5 separate regions of the Mus musculus genome follow, and all the other regions are linked to region 3. The links are chromatin contacts, called in public Hi-C, HiCAR-type and promoter capture Hi-C maps. All regions are on one chromosome and are shown on one strand. The core of a region is the stretch at or near the end of the contact, and the rest is flanking DNA. Distances in the headings are between cores, read along the strand shown. Region 1 holds the start of Tcaim (T cell activation inhibitor, mitochondrial). Region 2 holds the start of Zkscan7 (zinc finger with KRAB and SCAN domains 7). Region 3 holds the start of Lztfl1 (leucine zipper transcription factor-like 1). Region 4 holds the start of Zdhhc3 (zinc finger, DHHC domain containing 3). Region 5 overlaps Gm39469 (zinc finger protein 431-like).

Region 1 (2,700 bases), core at 186-2,685, 910 kb after region 3:
AGACATATCAATGATAACAAGTTCCATTTGTTTGTTTTTGGAGACAAAGTTTCTCTGTGTAACACCCCTAGCTGTCCTGGACCTCATTCTGTAGACCATGCTGGCCTTGAACTCACAGAGATCCAACTGTCTCTGCCTCCTGTTGCCTCCCATTGCTGGGATTAATGACACTCCACCATCGCCTGGCTAGATAACAAATTCTTTAGCTTTCCTTTTGTATCTTGCTGGAGAGTTAAATCATAACTACAAACTCTACAGTTTCAAGAAGGATTCAGGCACTTCTGGCCCAGCCTGACCTAATATATACAGGCACTGGTGCTACTCCAAGGTCCAATTACACCCACTGAACCCTAAGATCTGGCACAAGAGAAAAAATTACGACAAAAACTCTTCGGACCTGCTGTTGCCCCCTCAAACCATTTTCATCTTATAGGTTAGTGTAGGGCATGTCTTCTGGGCCTTTCCATTATGAGGGATCAGGTTTTTCAGAGAGTACCCACTCTAGCACTGCAATTTCCCTGAGCTTAAAACTCCTTCATCAACACTAAGCCAAGGGATGGCAGGCATCTCCAGTTCCTTTTCAGTAGGCCATCTGTAGACAAATCTAACCAACCAACCAGCCAACCAAACTTTGACACCTTTTTAAAACTATATGAACTCCACATTAAATCTGGAATCTCCAATCGGTGGTCTCAAACTGATAAAATTCAGCCTGATCCTGTTTCCTTTTACCATTATCCTACAATCTTAAACCCATTCGCACACACACATTCCACAGATGTCTTGAATGAATTAGCACACTCCTTAAGCTCTTTAGTGGTGAAGTGCACTTGAGTAATCTACGCCTCAGACTCCCCTCTGAGAGTCTACTTAGCCATAAGTTTGATTACAGGTCTAGAGGTGAATGGACAGGTCCGCAACTTGGGGTGCAGCTCCTCCCAGGGCCCCACCAGCCTCAAGGCTCTCCCAGCAGCAGCCTAAACCCAGCTCCCATCTGACAGCCTCGCCTACGCCTCAGCACGCACAGGCCAAGGCCTGTGTGGCAAGTGTGGAGTCCCTGGGCAACTTTCGCTCTGCAGGGAGCTCCTGACAGGTCTGGCCCACTGTCTCAGAGGCCTGGGTTCGTGCTTGGACGCCCCGACACTTGGAGCCGGCAGGCCGCACGAACCATGCTCATTGGCTAAGGCGGACCGACCTTCCTCCTAGAACGCCTGCGCAAGGCCGGCAAGCGGCTCCCAGCCAGGACGTCGGCTCTCAGCGGCCTCCCACCCCGCTTCAAAGCGGTGTCCTTACCCCGCTATCTGCGGGTTTCCGAAGGCAGCTTCGGGAGACACAAGCCGGTTCTTCCGGCCGACTAGGTCTGAGGGAGAAAGATGATTGGCAGGCAGGTGGGAGGACGATAAGCAAAGGTAAAGGAGTAGCGGGAGGCAGGGGCGGGGCCAAAGCGCGCACGCGCAGCCCCTGGTGGGGAGGGGGGAAGGGGCGGAGCTATGCAAGGCGCTCTGGTGACGCAGTTCTTGCTGAGCAGCCGTTGGTAGTCTTGGTAGGCTTCCCAGATGCAGCTGAGTGTGAAAGATCCGGTTCCTCTGGCTTACATTTCCCACTTGACTTTTCCTCAATCTAATCTATTTGAGATAGTTTAATTATTTGGGACAGTGGCTCACACTGTAACCCACGCTGGCCTTGAACTTGCGGCAATTCTCCTGCTTCAGCCTCCTACGTGCTTTGATTACAGGCATGACACATCGCGACTCCTTACTAGGCTGTTTTTAAACGTTCAGTGTACTCAGCATGGGCTTTTTACTGCTTTATTGGACGTCTGTAACTGATCTCCAGACCTGCAAATGATGGAATATAAACTGCTTTTCGCTTTGCTACCTCTTGGCTTGGTCAACCAGCAAGAAGCCATCCCACCCCTTCTCTCAGATCTTCATTCTCCTGAAGACGACCTTGCGGCCCACATCGTGTCCTTTGTCTGCAGGAGCATAGTTTACAATTGCCCACCTGTCTCTGAGGCAGTGTGTGCGCCACATGTCACGCAAGCTTAAGAGTGCTGGGACTCAATTTTCCTGCCCTTGTGAGACTGTAGATTTAAGGACACTGCCTCTACCCATTTTGAGAACTCCTTTAAATACTTGTCCCATTTATTACCCTATTTAGGGCTTTTCCCCTCTAGACGACTTGAATTTGTGGCGTACAGTACTATTTAGAGTGAGGACTATGTTAAAGAGAATAGGCTACAGATACTGAAGGTGGTTTCTGAAGGAGTTTTTGTTTTTTGTTTTGAGACGGGATTTCTCCGTGTAGTCCTGTAGACAAGGCTGGCCTTGAAGAGAGATCTGCTGGCCTCTGCCTCCTGAGTGCTGGGATCAAAGGCATGGGCCACCACCACCTGACAACTTCTGAAGTTTTAACTTCTTAGTGTTTTGGGACAATCCTTGTTAGATATTTATATTTTGGCACATTTGTTTAAAATATTTTCATTAGCAATGTCCTTAGTCACATATTATCATAAAGCATACAGTACTGTGCTGCCAGGTCGACCAACAGATGAAAGTGTTTGCTATCAGACCCTCCAGCCTGACCACTGTGGTTTGATTACCGTAACTAGATGGAGGTGGAAGGAAAGAACAGATTCCAAAAACGCTGTCCTGCAAAAATCCACATGGATGTGTGCTCCTCCCACAACGTACACGTAAT
Region 2 (2,700 bases), core at 74-2,573, 830 kb after region 3:
TACAAGGAAACTGGATGTTAAAGAAAATACTAAATGATTTAACTATTTAATATGTCCTGTAGTAAGCACTGAAATTCAAATAGGATTTATCTTTAATTTTTTCATAAACTTGTGCTGGGAGTGGAGGCTCAAAACTCAGCTGGTAAAGATGTACTAAAGTTTGGGGCTAACACTTTACAAATAAGGGGGTGGGGACCACACTTTACCTGTCTGCACCTTCCCTGTTTTTTCCCGTCATTTCTGACAAACTCTTAATCAAGTGTCAAGACTCCGAATAAATAACACCTCTCTTGAAGGATATTTTCCTGCTTTCCCCAGATATAAAACAATGGCTCATTTCCCTTGCTGTACCTCATACTATAACAGTGTACTTCAACTGTTTATGAGGAACTCACCAGTCATGGCCTCTAAACTACTGGAGGGTCACCCAAAGGGAGGAACTAGTATTAAAACTTTTGGAAGTCTTTTCTACTTAACTTGGAACTTAACTTTAACTTTCTGGTCTCTCCGGGCATACCACTGTTTATAGCTTCAGTAATCCCACGGACTACTCTCCACCCATAACTCTGTTGGATCACTTCTCTTAATGCAATTGTTTGCAGTTTACTCAGGGCTCTGTTTCCTGCGAAGATTCAAAAGGCAGGACTGCTTCCCAGTCCTGCACGCGTGCATATGTGTTACACAGGGAGAGAGATATGTTACACGAATGTGGTTAGTTTAGTGGACAAAATTTGGGAAAAGCCATTTTCCTTTCCGTTTATGCATGCCATTTGAAAACCAGATCCTCTGGGGCAACTAGGATGTGTGCCGTGGTTTGAGATATCAGATATCAGGCACTGGAGACCCCAGGGTTAGACATTTTCCTCTGAGCCTGTTTTGTTTTGTTTTGTTTTGTTTTGTTTTTAAGACAGATGGAGTAATCTGTGAACTCTCCGAGAGTACACAAGAGCACAGGACACTTTCCTGCGGTCCTTACTGTGCCGAGTGCTAAGCGGCAGGTCTCGCTGCACGTCTAATCTGCGAGCTCGCGTGGGGCTCACTCCAGAGTCACGGTCCTGCCTCGGTAGCCGCTCACCTGGCCGCGTCTGCCCCGTGCAGCGCTGACGCACGGGAGCCAACAACTCGAGCCGACCCCAAGCCGAGCGACCACAACACGAGGACGACGCGGCTCCGCCTCGGGTAAGCACCCCGGCACCGCCCGCGTCGCGGCCCGAGTGCGGGCCGCACTTTCCACCGCGTCGCCACCGTCATGCGTGACGGCTCAACGGCCCCACACACCTCCAGGACACTAGGAAATGGCAACGACGGCGGGACGGGAAGCATGAGAGCATCACTTCCGGTACCTCCTGGATTCCGGAAGTCTTGGTTGCCAAGGTGAGCAATAATCTTGAACGCTAAGATTTTTTTTTACCCAGGGAACATCTGGGGCACAAGAGGGTGTCATGCTGAACTTAGAGTCATTCAGATTCCAGAGACCTCACTCTTGACATAAAAAGGTCAAAAAAAGCAAAGCCATACTTTCCAACAATCAGACTTTGACAGACCAGCCTGTCCCTGATGATGCCCTATACAATTAGAGCCCAATTCCTAATTGTGTTACAGCTCGGTTCCATTAAGGGGAAGGTTCCCGCAACTGTACAGTTCTGCTTGAGCAGGCAAAGGTTCCCCCGATGTAAGTGTTACAGCTTTCCTGGGAAAGGTACCCTGGCAATCGGGAGTCAAGGAATACCACAAAGTCACACCACACAACAAATCTCACATAGATTTATCGGAAGGGAAAACCCAGAAGAGTGGCTGCCTCTGCTCAGGCAAGGAGCAGGGGGAACTGAGGAGAAGGCAGGCCTTATATAGGTTTCAGTGAGGGATGGGACTTCTGGGGCAGTCTGGGATTTGTGGGATTCTAGTCAGAGTTTGGGGCAAACTCAGGGATTGGTGGAACTGTTTCTTGGGGTCTAGGGGTCAAGTCTGGGTCAGGGTGTTCTTTCCTTGGCTCTTTTACCCTAAATTTATCTCTGAGGTCATCTCACCTCAAAGTGCCAGTCTCAGGAAGGATTAATTGTGTTATAAAGTTTGCTATCTAACAAGATGGAGAACTTTATTTACTATAAAAGGGTAGGTCCCTCTCAGAGGACAATTCTCTGAGAATTCAAATTTGTTATGACTTTCTTTATTGAAATTTCTTTAACTATTATAGTTTTGTAAATACTTTTATTCCTGTGCTTTGGATTTATAAAATACACATTTATGGGCTCAAATAGCACAATCTGTGGCCCTGATTCTTTGTGTGTAAGGTGTGATGCTTACTGCTTGCTTTTTTGATTCACAGGTTAGTAAAATATATATATATATATCACATGATATAATGATCTAATACAAAGGGTCTTAATATTTTGTTCAACCAATTTCAATTCATTTACAGAGAAACAACATTCTTACTCCAGGATGACACGAGCTTCCCCCTCTACCCTGTTCTGCTGTCAGGAGGTCCAGCATCCTTCTATTTCGTAGTACAACCCTGGGAGTGGTGGTCATCTGTATCTGGGGAATAATTATAACAGGAATGCTGAGGTAGGGGCCCCTCAAAGAGGGGGACCTCCTATGAGGGTTTATTAAAGGAGAAACCTGGGTCTGAGGAGGAACCATGCGAGGTAGCATGAACAGGAGTCATTACTAAGAGGGGATCCAAAAGGGATGCACAGA
Region 3 (2,700 bases), core at 195-2,694:
TTACATTTCCAATGCTATACCAAAAGTCTCCCATACCCACCCACCCCCACCCCTACCCACCCACTCCCCCTTTTTGGCCCTGGCGTTCCCCTGTACTGGGGCATATAAAGTTTGCAAGTCCAATGGGCCTCTCTTTGCAGTGATGGCCGACTAGGCCATCTTCTGCTACATATGCAGCTAGAGACAAGAGCTCCGGGGTACTGGTTAGTTCATATTGTTGTTCCACCTATAGGGTTGCAGTTCCCTTTAGTTCCTTGGGTGCTTTCTCTAGTTCCTCCATTGGGGGCCCTGTGGTCCATTCAATAGCTGACTGTGAGCATCCACTTCTGTGTTTGCTATGCCCGACCTAAAGCTGTACTACAGAGCAATTGTGATAAAAACTGCATGGTACTGGTATAGCGACAGACAAGTAGACCAATGGAACAGAATTGAAGACCCAGAGATGAACCCACACACCTATGGTCACTTGATCTTTGACAAGGGAGCTAAAACCATCCAGTGGAAAAAAGACAGCATTTTTCAACAAATGGTGCTGGCACAACTGGCTGTTATCATGTAGAAGATTGCGAATTGATCCATTCCTATCTCCTTGTACTAAGGTCAAATCTAAGTGGATCAAGGAACTTCACATAAAACCAGAGACAGTGAAACTTATAGAGGAGAAAGTAGGGAAAAGCCTCGAAGATATGGGTACAGGGGAAAAATTCCTGAATAGAACAGCAGTGGCTTGCGCTGTAAGATCGAGAATCAATAAATAGGACCTCATAAAATTGCAAAGCTTCTGCAAGGCAAAAGACACCGTCAATAAGACAAAAAGATCACCAACAGATTTGGAAAGGATCTTTACCTATCCCAAAACTTGAAGATTCTAATGACTCAAGTTAGACTTCATAAGTGAAAACTTCCGCCAGGGAGATCAGGACGTTATTCCACAACCTTCTCCTGGCGAATCTAGTGTTTGTCTCTCTAATTCACTACTCTATATAAACCTATGTTTTTGCACATTTTTTTTCCAAAAAGGTAAAGTTATTCTCTTCTGCCAGCGTTATAAAACAATGCAGATGGAGGAAGGGCGTGCACCAGGGCCAGCATGAGCTTGATAGCCGGATGCAGTCACGCTGAAGCCCTGTTCACTCAGCCTGTTCTTCTCAGAGGTCTGGAACCACCAGCTCTGGATCCCGGTGCCAAAGCCCAACTTCTGTCCTGATTGTAGGCAAACACGCTGGCACCTAAGGCGCTGCTCAGCTCCCCCCCCCCACCCCCGACCGGAAATTTCTCTGTTGCCATTGGCAACGGCAGGCACCGCCCCAGGTTAGCGTGGCAAGAAAAGGTGGGACTTCCGGATCTCAAAGCCAATGTACCCGCGGAAATTAGCCAGTTACGCAACATCATCCGTCACGTGACACTGAGAGCCAATGATAGCGTGCAAGCGAGGGCCCACGTGTCTCCGTTCCCATTGGCAACGCGCGGCTTCTAAACAACCTCCGTTCCTCAGGCCCCGGTGCCGGCCTCCCTGTTTCCTGTCGGATCCGCCGCCACCATGGTGAGTGTCCTGGTCGGGAGAGGCCCAGCCGGGGTGCGGAGGGCGAGCGAGCGAGCGAGCGAGCGGGGCCTCGCCGGGGAGGGAGTCACGTCGGCCGAGCCGCGGGGACAGCTTCTTGCTGAAGCCTTCCTCCGGCCTTGTCGCCTCGTCCTTGGCTGTGGTCTGGGAAGCCCTGGCCGACACAGCCGCACACATTTGCCAGGGTGAAGAATGACGGGCTGGTTCCAACTTTCTGTGTGAACTTGGTTGAATCTAATTTTCTGAAGCACCTGATTTTACAACTGACTAATTATCGGTGCTGTTTTCTTTGTTTGGACGTCTGACGACCATTTGGGTATTAGAGTTCGGGCTTACTTTGAGACAGATAAAACTGAAGCGAAAACGCCAGTCCATCCAACCTTTCATCGTACAATTAATTTAAATAGCTGGGCATAGAGAAGTTATTGAAAGTGAAGCTCAAGTGGGTTGCTGACATATCCCAGCAATCAATTCCTAGTAAGTGTCACTTTGTATACATCTAAACAAAACAGACCATTTCTTAAACCATCCTGAGCTAGGAACTGGTCCTGCTTCTGATGTCAAAAACGAAAAAAAAAAAAAAATTACGCTAGTGGCTTCACAAAAAAGTTAGTACTTGTTTGTGTTCTTACTCTTTTATGTCATTGTGATAACACTTGGAAACCGGGTGTAGATGATTTGTCAAACAATGCACATAAAATAAACACTTTAAGCAATAAGCTCACTCTTTTTTAAAAAAAATTATCCTTTAAAGATTTTATACATTCATACAATGTATTTTAAATCCCCTAGCATCTTCCAGAATTATTGTTTACTTCCTGTCCTGTTTTTTTTAAGCCTACCTAGTCCAATTTATGCTGCACATATACTCATGTGTGTGGGACCATCACCTTCCTTGGGCCACACTCTTAAAAGAAACTGTCTCTCTGCCCTTCATAAATCTTCAGCCGTCAGTAACTGCTCAGCTAGAAGTGCGATCTCATAAACCCCTCCCCGTCTCTGTGCTGGATTGTTGATTGGCACCTTTGTGCAGGTGACCACAGTTGTGAGTTTCTAGGCCAGCAGTTCTGTCATGTCTAGAAGACAGTTTTTGTTGTTGCTGTTTCAAGACAGGGTTTCTCTGTTTAGTCCTGTCTATA
Region 4 (2,700 bases), core at 22-2,521, 600 kb after region 3:
AACCTAATGACTGAATTTTGGCATTCCTTACTCTATATGAAGTAGAAAATAACAGTATGTCATATGATTTAGAAAAGAACATGCTTTCACTTGCATTATGTAGTTTAAATGGTAACAGGTCACCTTACTATGATGACTACATCACAAGATCAACTGTAGGGACAAGGCTTGTAGAATACTAGATTATGGTTGCCAGGAAACATTCTTCACTTCTCTTGAACGTTCAAAAGCAGGACTGAGCCCAGATCGCGGTAGTCATTGTAGCTACCCAAAGATCTAAGCGCCCCACAAGTAAAACAGGTAAATCAACAATTACACCATAGACTACCAGTCTGCTTTGAAAAATTCTTCTCAGCGGGTGGTGAAAAGGCATGCCTTCTGCCAAGGCAGGACTGATAGGAGTTACACACCAGCCTTGGATATAAAGCTCTCCTCCTCAAAAAAAAAAAGCAAAAAAACAAAAGGGTTGAGAATGCGGTTCCATGATAGAATGCCTGCCTAGCATGCACAAGGCCAAGAGGTTCAACCTCCAGCACCGCCAGAAAGAAAAACACTCCCTATTTTTCTCTATTTGTAAGACATGTGTGTGTATATGTCAGCGTGATTTCTCTTAAGATTGGGTCTTTATAGCTCAGTCTGGCCTTAAACTCCTGATTCTCTTGTCTCCACTTCCCAGCTGCTGGGATTACAGGTGCCAGCCACCAAGGTCTGGAGCATGCTAAGCACGCACTCTATTACCGATGCATTTCCTTCTTTCCTGTTTTTAGGGGGTGTGTGGCGTGTGGTGTTTGCTGTCAGAATTTTAAAGTCCTTTTCCCCCTCGGATACACGGCCTCTGTGTGCAAAGTCACCAGAGTCCATTCACGTGCCGCTATTCTGATTACAGGATCTCGGGCACTGCACTCTCAGGTCGTGCAGAGGCCACAAGGACATTCCTTCATTAAACTGCAGCCTCGGGAACTGCCCGCCCGCCGCTCCCTGATGAGCTAGGAATCTCCTCCATCCCGAGAGCTGTGGACATCTAGGCATACAGGACGCACACTCGCTGCAGCACTAAGCCTCGGGCGTCCGTCCTGACCACGTGGCCGCCCCGCACCTCCTCCCTGCGCAATATGGCCTGCACTCGCGGCCGCCACCGCTACCTGCACTCCATGAACGATGTAGACCTTCTCGGCCTCGCTTAGCGCCACCGACGCCATGCTGCTCAGCTCACCGCGCGCGCTGGCGTGTCATCAGCTCGCGCCTCTCCCCACCGCGCCTGCGCGTCATCAGCCCGCGCGGTGGCCGCTCCCGCAGCCGCGGCTGCCGCCACCGCCTGGAGCTCCATGGGCTTCTCCTTCGCACCGCCCCGTGTGAGGCCGAGTCCGGCAAGCCGTGGCGCCGGGTGCCCGTGCCATCGCGGACGCTGGCGGCTGGGCCCCGGGGCAGCAGCAGGCGGCGCGGGACTGCTAGCTGCCTCCAGATTGACGGTCAGTGCAGTGGGGAAGCCCCAGAAGGAGGGAGGCGCGGGGCCCCAGCCGGGACTGGATGGGAAGCGCGCAACCCGAGCGCTCGGGCCGGAGTCGAAGTAGCCGAGCGCGCGCACGTGAGACACTTCAGGAAGGCGGAAGTCGTGCTGCCCATGAGGGACCATCTCCTCAACCCCCTCCTAGTTGGTCCCTAGGATGGCTGAAGGAAAGAGACCATGGATCCCTCATTAGGTCACTGGTCGGGAAGGGTCTGCACCAGGAATGGGGCGCCAGCTTCTCAATTTTCTCACCCCTCCTTCCATTCCAGGGATCGATCTCTGTCCTGTCTTCCCTCATCCTTTCCTCCCCTACTGCCCATCATCAGATAATGGCCCAGAGCTTTGCAAGTTACCCTTGCCCCGTGCGGTTGCTGGAGTATTGTCCCAAAGAGAGTAGGGAGAGTGTCTTGCACTTCGGGATGCCTGGATGGAAGGGATCTCCGGGGAAGATGGATAACTTCATGAAAGAAAACCGACCCTGGGAGGATATGGGACCTAGGTTATCCAGAAAGGATGCCTGCAAGGTGAAGCTGGGGTCATAGTGAGGGGCCCTTTAAGGAAGAGAGGGGATATGAACTAAGTTTTAAAGGGTCTCTCTGAGAAAATGAGGGGAGACTTGGTAGAGACTTACCTGGTGTTCTATTTTAAACAAAAGTAACCCTTCAGCTTAATCATCAAGAAATAAAAGGTGCTGGCCACCCTTTGCCTTTAATCCCAGCGTTTGGGAGACAGAGCTAGGCGGATCTCTGAATTCGAGGTCAGCCTGTTCTACACTGTGAGTTCAAGGACAGCCTGAGCCACATAGTGAGATCCTGTCTCAAAGACACTGCCCCCACTCGTCGAAAAAAGGCTTTTTTTCTCTTGTGCTAACTAAGTAAGTAAACAGAACACTAACCAGAGTCCTCCAGGGTAGAAGGGAAGGCTCTTGTGAGCATAGCCACAGAGCATGGTGATTAGAGTTGTCATAGTGGATTACTGACTACGCTGAGATTTCAACAGTAACAGGAAGTGCCTGGCTATATTCCTAGGTACTGAACTGTTAGCTGCTGAGCCCTCAAATGATAGCCTCTTCTTGATAGACTGGATATGAATTTCCTGCGTCCATACATAATACTTACTACAGGTGCTCCTGAGACGGCTTCCTGTAGGGTTGGACTTTGCCCTCTAGGGTAACTGGAAAAGGTGGAGCCAGA
Region 5 (2,700 bases), core at 131-2,630, 560 kb before region 3:
TCCTCTTCAGAAAGGAGCAGATATCCAAAAGAGAACAGTCAAACATAACAACACAAGATAGAAAAAGACAAGGTGAAAGTCTTCACATTGAGGTTGAACAAGGCAACGTGATAGGAGGAAAAGTGTCTCATGATCAAGCAAAAGAATCAGGGTTACACCTTCTCCCACTGTTAGGAGTCCCACAAAAACACCAAGCTAACAGCTATAACATATTAGCAGAGCACCTGGCACAGATCCATGCTGGCTCCATGATTGCCATTTATGTCTCTGTAAGGGTCCTAGAAATCCAGGCAGTGTTAGGCATGGGTTCCCTTTCATGTCAAGTGCCTCATGTTAAACCAGACACTACCAGTAAAGTGATATTGAAAAGAAAAAAGAAAAAAAAGATGCAAAATTTAAGGTCATGGATTCTTCCTCTGTGATTTCAGTTCTGCACTGTTCCAGCCATCTATGTTTGACAGACTTAGAGCCTGAGTGAGGAAAGTTACTGTGAGAGTACATTGCAGAAACCTGTGAGGATGAAACCTGAGTTGCATTTTGAGACCACAAGATGTTGAGATACCTAAGCTATGAGACACCTGCCACGGAGAGGTGTATACAGGGAATGGAAAAAAACTATCCAAGAGGTGCATGAGAGGTTGCAGGGATGAGACAATCTAAGCCTTTTAAAACTGAGGCCCGATGTGTCTGAGGCAGGTCTGCAGGATTTGTTGTTTGCCCTACTGTGTTTCTGGCTTTAGTCCAGTCTTTCCTCATTATGTACACATTCCTCTATATTGGAATGGGAAGGGATATTCTGTTCTGTTATATGTTGGAAAGATATAGCTTGATTTCTGATTTTATAAGATGGGACAATCAAGAGATTGTCTTAAGTGTCAGAAGAGACTTTGGACATTCAAAGAGTGTATGGGCTGCTGCAGACTATTAGGATCATTGAAGCTAAACTGAATGCATTTTCATCATGGATGACCATGAGCCTATAGTGGCCAGGGTCAGAATGTAGTTGATTGAATCAGAAAAGCTCCCAGACAGGGTGATATTTTTGAACACTTATCTCTTCTTTTTGGCTTTCTTTGGGGGTCTTATAATGTTAGGGTACAAGAATCATTGAAGGAAGACCTCAGACTCAAGTAGCATGCAAAAACAAAGATCATTTTATTCTGCAGAATTCTAGCATGCAGGGGTCTACTATTCAATAGGATGGAGACAGACATGTAAATTTTGCAAGCTCAATTTAAAGCCAATTAGGGGAATACCAGGGAGGAGTAGTTGACCTTTATCCTGATTGGTTGGCTCAATTTCCAGGGGTATGGGTGGCTTTGGGATTGGTCAGTGTTCTGGGGGAATTTTGGGAACTTTCCAGAACCATTATTCATTAACTATTCTTGGCTCAGTCTTGGCTCAGGCCTGGTGGCAGGTGCAACTCTTGGCAGCTTCTGATTGGCTGCCTGTGAGGGGTGGTTTTCCTGGAATTGACTATTTTGGACTTTTCCAGTTCTGGGAAACAGAAACTTAGGCCTAGTCTCCCAAACTGCCAGTGTGCAGCCTGTCATGGAGTCAGCCTGGCTCTGGCTGACTCAGTTCTCTCAATAGAAGCTTTTGTAGGAGGAACCTTTCTAGATTCCTTATTGGGGTTGAGATTTAAGTGTCTATAGACTCAACCCATTTCGTGTGTGTGTGTGTGTGTGTGTGTGTGTGTGTGTGTGTGTCTACTGTGTTATGGTGGAACCTGATCACTCAGTTCCTTCTCATATTGTCTTGCCTTTACCATTATAGACTCTACCTGTAAATCACATAAAACACAGTTGAAATAATTATTCAGTGCTAAACCTGGTGTTTTTAAATTTTTAATTTTGTTGGTTATGTTTCTGTTTTTGTTTTTGAAGACAAAGTTTTTTTTTTTTTTTCTCACCCTGACTATCCTGAAAATAGGTGTATAGAGTATGTGGGCCTCAAACTTAAAGGTCCTCCTGACTCTAGCTCCAGAGTGCTGGAATTAAATGTTGACCAGCATGCCTGGCTTGTTTGTTTGTTTTTATATTATTTGCTGATGGACTTGTAATGTAGGTTTTTGTAAGTGCAAACCATACGCTGCTGTATTTATTTTCATCCATGTTGTGAACTTTGAAATTTGGCAGAGAGAATATTCTATTTCTCAGGATGGCATATATTCATGACATTAATACTGCCTGAGGTTTACTGTCTGAGGTTTCTGAGACATTGGATTTTAGGTGATAACACTCTTCCTTTTTGTTGTGTTTGTTTTGACTTTTTAATGAATATGGGTATTTTGTCTGTGTGCACGAATATCCACTTAATGTAATGCCTGGTCCCCATAGTAGTCAGAAGATAGCTTCAGAATTCCTGCCCTTGGAGTAATGGATAGTTGTGAATCCCCCTTGTAAGTACTGGCAATTGAGCTCAATTATTTGCAATACCATCAAGAGCTCTTCACTGCTGAGCCATCTATCCTGTCCTATGTTGCTTGTTTAGGACCAACATTTACATTGCCAATATTTTCATCTGTCTGTTTGTGTCTGTTTAAAGATGCATCCCCTTTTAGTAAGATCTCATTACGATTAATAGTTTAAATTTGGGCACTTCAGTATTCTGAGAGATGAATATAGAACTGGAGTGAATGTATCATTCTTTGTAGGAACTCCAGTAAAAACCTCTGAGTTCTTTCTCTCTTTCTTGTTT

What was found. Promoter capture Hi-C pulls out the DNA fragments that hold promoters and counts their contacts. Hi-C and Micro-C count contacts between places; a contact is called where the count stands out from the background. HiCAR-type assays count read pairs that join an accessible place to other places.
Region 1: a Hi-C map of uterus shows a contact between it and region 3, with 5 times the contacts expected there. The contact joins the promoter of Tcaim here to the promoter of Lztfl1 in region 3. A contact is called at or near these places in 2 of 39 promoter capture datasets (hippocampal neurons and liver) and 1 of 484 Hi-C or Micro-C datasets (uterus).
Region 2: a contact with region 3 is called in a HiCAR-type map of astrocytes, with 3 times the contacts expected there. The contact joins the promoter of Zkscan7 here to the promoter of Lztfl1 in region 3.
Region 4: a contact with region 3 is called in a Hi-C map of uterus, with 3 times the contacts expected there. The contact joins the promoter of Zdhhc3 here to the promoter of Lztfl1 in region 3. A contact is called at or near these places in 2 of 39 promoter capture datasets (hippocampal neurons and liver), 3 of 484 Hi-C or Micro-C datasets (embryonic stem cells, muscle stem cells and uterus), 2 of 115 datasets of contacts at active chromatin or transcription factors (bone marrow-derived macrophages and memory CD8 T cells) and 1 of 9 other capture datasets (adipose tissue).
Region 5: a contact with region 3 is called in a promoter capture Hi-C map of liver, with 2.2 times the contacts expected there. The contact joins the enhancer-like site here to the promoter of Lztfl1 in region 3. A contact is called at or near these places in 7 of 39 promoter capture datasets (the 3T3-L1 cell line, the C10 cell line, cranial neural crest and 3 more), 2 of 484 Hi-C or Micro-C datasets (CD4 T cells and embryonic stem cells), 4 of 115 datasets of contacts at active chromatin or transcription factors (astrocytes, bone marrow-derived macrophages, effector CD8 T cells and 1 more) and 2 of 9 other capture datasets (adipose tissue and liver).

Annotation. Positions count from the first base shown.
Region 1 is chr9:122,804,282-122,806,981 of GRCm38.p6, reverse strand. It overlaps Tcaim (T cell activation inhibitor, mitochondrial), which reads right to left and starts at 1,435. Exons shown (of 11, transcript NM_001013405.2): 1 at 1,294-1,435.
Region 2 is chr9:122,885,441-122,888,140 of GRCm38.p6, reverse strand. It overlaps Zkscan7 (zinc finger with KRAB and SCAN domains 7), which reads right to left and starts at 1,323. Exons shown (of 6, transcript NM_001177505.2): 1 at 1,076-1,323. It also overlaps a transcript of Zfp445 not described here.
Region 3 is chr9:123,716,369-123,719,068 of GRCm38.p6, reverse strand. It overlaps Lztfl1 (leucine zipper transcription factor-like 1), which reads left to right and starts at 1,444. Exons shown (of 10, transcript NM_033322.3): 1 at 1,444-1,543. The coding sequence starts at 1,541.
Region 4 is chr9:123,111,765-123,114,464 of GRCm38.p6, reverse strand. It overlaps Zdhhc3 (zinc finger, DHHC domain containing 3), which reads left to right and starts at 1,271. Exons shown (of 7, transcript NM_001372538.1): 1 at 1,271-1,469. Exosc7 (exosome component 7) reads right to left here and starts at 1,234. Exons shown (of 8, transcript NM_001081188.1): 1 at 1,143-1,234. The coding sequence starts at 1,199.
Region 5 is chr9:124,272,016-124,274,715 of GRCm38.p6, reverse strand. All of the region lies in intron 1 of Gm39469 (zinc finger protein 431-like), which reads left to right. Among named protein-coding and RNA genes, the nearest start is that of Gm39469, 10 kb to the left of the region's middle. Within about 2 kb of position 1,380, at least 17 of the 459 cell types and tissues checked have an H3K27ac peak or open chromatin away from gene starts, as enhancers often do. A contact at or near this core is called in liver, where this site is marked.